Regions from separate parts of the Gossypium hirsutum genome. Here region 1 is linked to region 2. A link is a contact called in public Hi-C data. All regions are on one chromosome and are shown on one strand. Each heading gives the region's core, a stretch centred on a gene start, on an enhancer-like site or on the middle of the called end of the contact. The rest is flanking DNA. Distances are from core to core; before and after follow the strand shown.

What was found. Hi-C and Micro-C count contacts between places; a contact is called where the count stands out from the background.
Region 1: a Hi-C map of leaf shows a contact between it and region 2, with 2.7 times the contacts expected there. The contact joins the promoter of LOC107892032 here to the enhancer-like site in region 2. A contact is called at or near these places in 3 of 34 Hi-C or Micro-C datasets (fibers and leaf).

Annotation. Positions count from the first base shown.
Region 1 is chrD09:25,378,195-25,380,894 of Gossypium_hirsutum_v2.1, reverse strand. LOC107892032 (cleavage stimulating factor 64) reads right to left here and starts at 1,441. Exons shown (of 7, transcript XM_016816997.2): 1 at 1,226-1,441; 2 at 1,026-1,103; 3 at 491-529; 4 at 1-411. The coding sequence starts at 1,318.
Region 2 is chrD09:25,251,582-25,254,281 of Gossypium_hirsutum_v2.1, reverse strand. It overlaps the pseudogene LOC107892685. Among protein-coding and RNA genes, the nearest start is that of LOC107892028, 38 kb to the left of the region's middle. Within about 2 kb of position 1,416, at least 8 of the 9 cell types and tissues checked have an H3K27ac peak or open chromatin away from gene starts, as enhancers often do. A contact at or near this core is called in fibers and leaf, where this site is marked.

The DNA of each region.
Region 1 (2,700 bases), core at 192-2,691, 130 kb before region 2:
TTGAAATGACTGCTGCAACTGGCTAGAGGATGTTGACATATGGGTTTGATGATGAGCAGGAGGATGTAAAGGTGACTGCAGAGGAAGTTGAGGTGCATTTGGGAGTTGGGAGGAATGTGGAAGAGACATTGGAGGATTCAAATGGACCTTTGTTTGCTGTGGTGTCTGTAGGGAATGTGGTGGTATGGATTGAGACTGAAGATTTGCAGCAGGAACAGAAGCAACGGAGATTCTTGTCCCAGCTTGGTTTTGATGCTGTTTCCTTACAGGAGCTTGGATCTGGGATGGAGCAGCTTGTTCTTGCAAGCGAACTTGACCTGGCAACAAATGTGCTGGCTGGATATTTGGCTGAGGGGGTGGTTGTACTGATTGCTGAGATTGTTGTGATGCAGGTGGCTGAATAGCTGGAATCTAAACACAAACAGTAAGTACACTAGCACAGTCCCTAAACATAATTTCAAGGATGATATTACAGAGATCAAAAGCATACCGCTTGAGGGGGCTTAACCATTCCGAGCATAATCTGAGCCTGAAGAAACAAGAATAATCAAAGAAACCTAGTCAGGCATGGAAGCTACTAAATCAACAGTACACCATCTAAAAAGTAGATGCAATTTAAAGCAAAAGAAGGGTAATTAACCCATCAAGCTGTGCAGCACTCTAGAACAAGTCCATCAAGAAAGATGGTTAGCAACTTCTTATTTTGAGTTGCAACTAGAACTAAACGCATCTCATTACTACAAAGCTAACTCCAGAGACCTAATTGTCCATACAAAGGTTCCGAAATGCTTGATTCCTAGTGACAAGCTAACATCAACCTCTATACCAAGAAAAGGCAACAAAAAATTACAACTTCAGCCTACAAGGGATATCAAGAGAGTGTAAAGCTAAAGGGTTACGCGATGCTAATAGTAATATCAATCAACAGTCAGTCATGCACATAACTAGTATCAATATTAAAACAAAGGAAGAAGGGAGTTTTTTTCATATTTGAAAAGTAAATAAACAAAGAAGAAAAGGGAAACCTGGAAAAGGGCTTTCGTCAAGAGAGGATTTTGGATAAGGATCTCCCTCGCCTGCTGCTGGTTTTGTTCTATAAGTGTCTGTATATACCCAAAATAAAGAAGGAAAAACCACTAATTAGATTTAACGGCTGAGGAAGTGGCGTTTGGAAGAAACGAAAATAAAATTTTGAAACCAAATAGAAAACAGAAAGAGAGAGTACCTTCATGTTTGACATAATATCATAAAGCTGGTTCTTCGACATTCCGGCAATGTTGGCTGGCAAACCTTCGTCAGCAACTTGCTTTCCCGCCATTGTCTCCGCCGAGTGTTACAGCAAGCAACAGAGATCAGGGAGTGGTTTTCGGCTTCAGTCTGAGAACTTATAGCGATGTGGTTTTGAAAGGTATTAGCCCACTAAAATGGAATCGACCTTAAAAAGAGGTCTTAGGCTTAGCCCAGGCTTTTTTTTTTTTGTATGAGTTGAAAAAATTAATTTACTATACACACACACACACACACGAGGGAAGTCATTAAATTTTTTGTAGGGTTAGAGGTTATGTTGTATATTTTTATGAGTTAAAATATAATTTTTTATTATATTAGTTTATATTATAATTAGTTTATATTATAATAGTTTTTAAAAGGATTAAACCAAAATTTTAGTATTTGGAAGGCAACTAATAATTTTACTTATATTAAACAATGTTTTCTAAATCGAATCGTTGGTCGGACCGATCAGACTATTGATTCGTTGATTCAATCGGTATAATGGGTTTGATTAGAAAATTATTAAAAATTTAAGTAATAATAATATTAAAAAAAATCTAGTTCAACCGGTCTTTCACCTAGGTCAACTAGTTCAAAACCCTTTCCGGGTCGATTCCCGATCCGATTGGCCAGTTTGGTTTGGTTCAAACAACATTGATATTAACTTAAAATCTTATAAATTTTGAGATTAAAAGAATCATTTTTTTTCATTTTGTGGGTTAAGGGCCCTACCCCCTCCACCCTTAGTTATATAGTTGATTTGTTGAATTATTTGGCAAACTAGTCAGTTTACAAAAGGGAGAAGTGAAGTCCATATTAGAGGACCGACTTCAAAGTTGACATCTCGAAAAGTCGACGTCAATGGTAGTAATATCCTGGAGGTGTCGACTTTAGTGTATAAACTATTTACCTTGCATGTATGCACAATGAAGGAGCACATGAAGGCTGAGAAATATAGTTTTCTCATGCATGCGTGAGAGGTTGAAAAATGCGATGGCTAGGTCAAAAGAAAATTGTTTGGAAATGATGGAACAAGGCAGAAGGTTGAGATGGTAGAACAAGACAAAATGCTATTTGGAGATGATGGAACAATGTAGTGTCTGAGTAACATGTAAGTGAAATAGTAATGGTAAAGGTGGGGGAGGATGGAAATTATGTATATACATATACCTTGACACCATGGCAAATTAGAATAGTGAGTTTATTCAACAATTTTTATTGAGTATTATTATCTTCTTCTATCTATTATCTTTTATATATTATGCAATCTTCATATATCTTCTTCAATCTTTGTAAGTATTTTTTCCATGATATTATAATTCATGTACTGATACATTAACATCTACTAACTATTAGTGTTAAATATACAACAGATTGTTGGGATTGTTGTTGAGCATAGTTTATGACATTTTTTAATATATGTTAGTG
Region 2 (2,700 bases), core at 167-2,666:
TTGGTTGATTAAAATGTTGCATGGTTAGTTTTTGGGTCAATGACTAAATCAGATAGACTCCAAACCGAGAATAGGTGAGACCGAGAGGAGAACCTATTGCAAACCAATTTGATTGTCCCGATTTAGTTTAGTGTGGTTGAAAGATAAACAAGAGTAAATCTTTTAATTAAGTAAAATGGTGATCGAAAGGTAAAATTGAACCAATTAGGAGTTTGAGCAATTTAGATCCCTAATCCAAGAATTGACTAGCAATATGGACATCAACTGACCACTTTAGCCCATTGAATTGATATTTGTACACTTTTGTCTATTATTCAATTTAGTCCTCCTATGTGTAATTTAGCATAATTAATCTTTGGTGACGATTTTGCCGTAATATAATACTTAATCATTAGCTAGCTAGACTTCTTAGTTGCATGCATTGTCATTGTTAATCACCTTACCGCTTGATCTCTCTTGGGTCTGATCCTCGGAATGCTTAGTGTTCCGTTATAACACACAAATATTACAACTGATCTGTCATACTTGCAGTCAAACCACTTTAATTTCTGATATTTTTGTGTTGATTCTGTACTCGACGTTCACTCGCCGTGATGTGGTCAAAGACACGCACACATTAACACCTAGCATACTTAATTTCCATTTATTTTATTATCACAATAAAGAAAAAATAGTGATAATTATCATATTATACAGAACCAACAATAAACTAAATTTAACAATCAAATTCAATACAAATATGTTAATTGTGACTAATTTATTTAATTGTAATAAATATCAAACTATTTGTAATATTGAAAATATAATGCACAAACGACAAAAAGAAAAAGAATAACATAGTGCATTATATATTTACATAAAAAACTCCGATACATTTTTAACATATTGGTAGTGAAAAGAAAATGCAAATATAAATAAACACCCAAAAAAACTAGTCATCGAGCACCACATACTTGATTTCATCATCATCATAATAAATTTCTTGAGAATCATCAATCACTTTTCTCAGAACCAAGATGAATGCCATAAAATCTTATGATAGCTTGATATCTAACATAGCAATCCACATAGAGTAACAAGCATGTTGTGATTCCTTCTACGAGTGGTGGAGCTCGTGGTGGAAATCGCAACCCGCCTTGTACACAACTTTTTACAAAGAGATGAATCAGGGTAGCATATATCTAGTTCTCATCGGAGAACTTGATTTCGTCCAAGAGGCTCTTTTAATATATGGTTAACAATGTCTCTCTTAGACTTAGAATTTTAACATGGCCGTCTCTCATTATTAAGCTACCCGCCCAAAGCAACTCTTGGATTTTGCCATTCACTTTCATGACATAGATAATATCATCTTTAGGAATGCATTCCCCCAATTCGGTGGGCCTACCACCAAACCAATAGTTTGGTTGACTGTAATGGTATTACAGCCCGAATCCATTCCAGGCTCTATTACGGGAAAATGTTGAATAGGCATTCCTTTCTTCACCGCTGAATAGATATTCCATTCCACGGGAGTAATTTTTTTCCCAATTTTCATTTTTTGCCCTCAGCTTCATCTTCTCCTTTCCTTTCCATCTCTGCGTTTCCCTTTTTTCCTTCTTATTTCCCTTCATCTTAGTTTCCTTATTTCCTTCTTATTTCCGCATCTGCTGCTACTGTTTCTGTTCGCCTTCAGCATTCGGCTTGGTCTTCAGCATTCTGCACGGCGACTGCTGCTACTGCTTCTGTTAGACCTTTTATTTTCTAGGGTTTCTGTGACTTAAAATGAATTGGCTCTCTCGTATTTTTCATTATTTTACTTTTCTGTTACTCAAGTTTGGGTATTTGTTTTTATTATTTTCGATTCACAGTCTGAGCAACCCGAACAACCTGTAGTTGAAGATGACGACGACAACGATGACGACGACGATGATGACGATGACAAGGATAAAGATGACGCTGAAGGTAAATATTCGTTTTCATTTAATTTCTTATTCATTTGTTAATATTTTAGATTTAGGGTCGAATTGATTTCAGTAGTGCTATCGTTTTTGGTTAATTATATATGTTTCCTGAATCTTGAATTATGCCTGAGCTTCGAATCAAGCTTCTAGTGTTTTTGTCTTGAATTCGATCGATTTTGATCTTTGTTTAGACTCTTTTTTAAGCTTTGTTATTGATATCGGTGCTACTGCTATGAATCAAAATCCGGGAACCTTCAAGTCTAGGGTTCTTGATGGATTTAGATACCTTTTTATATTCGTACTATGTTACATGAACTGGAGTGTAGATGTTGGAAACAGTGTATGTATGACATGGTATTCTTTTTTCATATATTTAGAGGGTTTTTAGAGGGTTTATCTTCATATTTTTATTCAACTCGGATATGTGTCCAACATGCGTGTTGGATTCATCTATGAACTCAATGTTTTATGTTAATGTATTCCATGCATTGCAACTTTCGTTTCTCTCTGTACCATTCTTTAAGATGTTTTAAGTGATAGTGGAGATTTATATCTTGCTAAAATATGGTATTCTTCATATCACTGTGTTTAGAGTTTCATATTCGGGAGGGTTGGGACTTTTTCTGTTAAGAGATTCATCTTTTGTGTTGTTGTTCTGTCTCTGGGCATGGTTAGATTCTTTCAAGTTTGTCTTTGTATTTGGAGGTCCTTGAAATTCATATTGCTATATCCATGTACCAGATACGAATACTTAAAA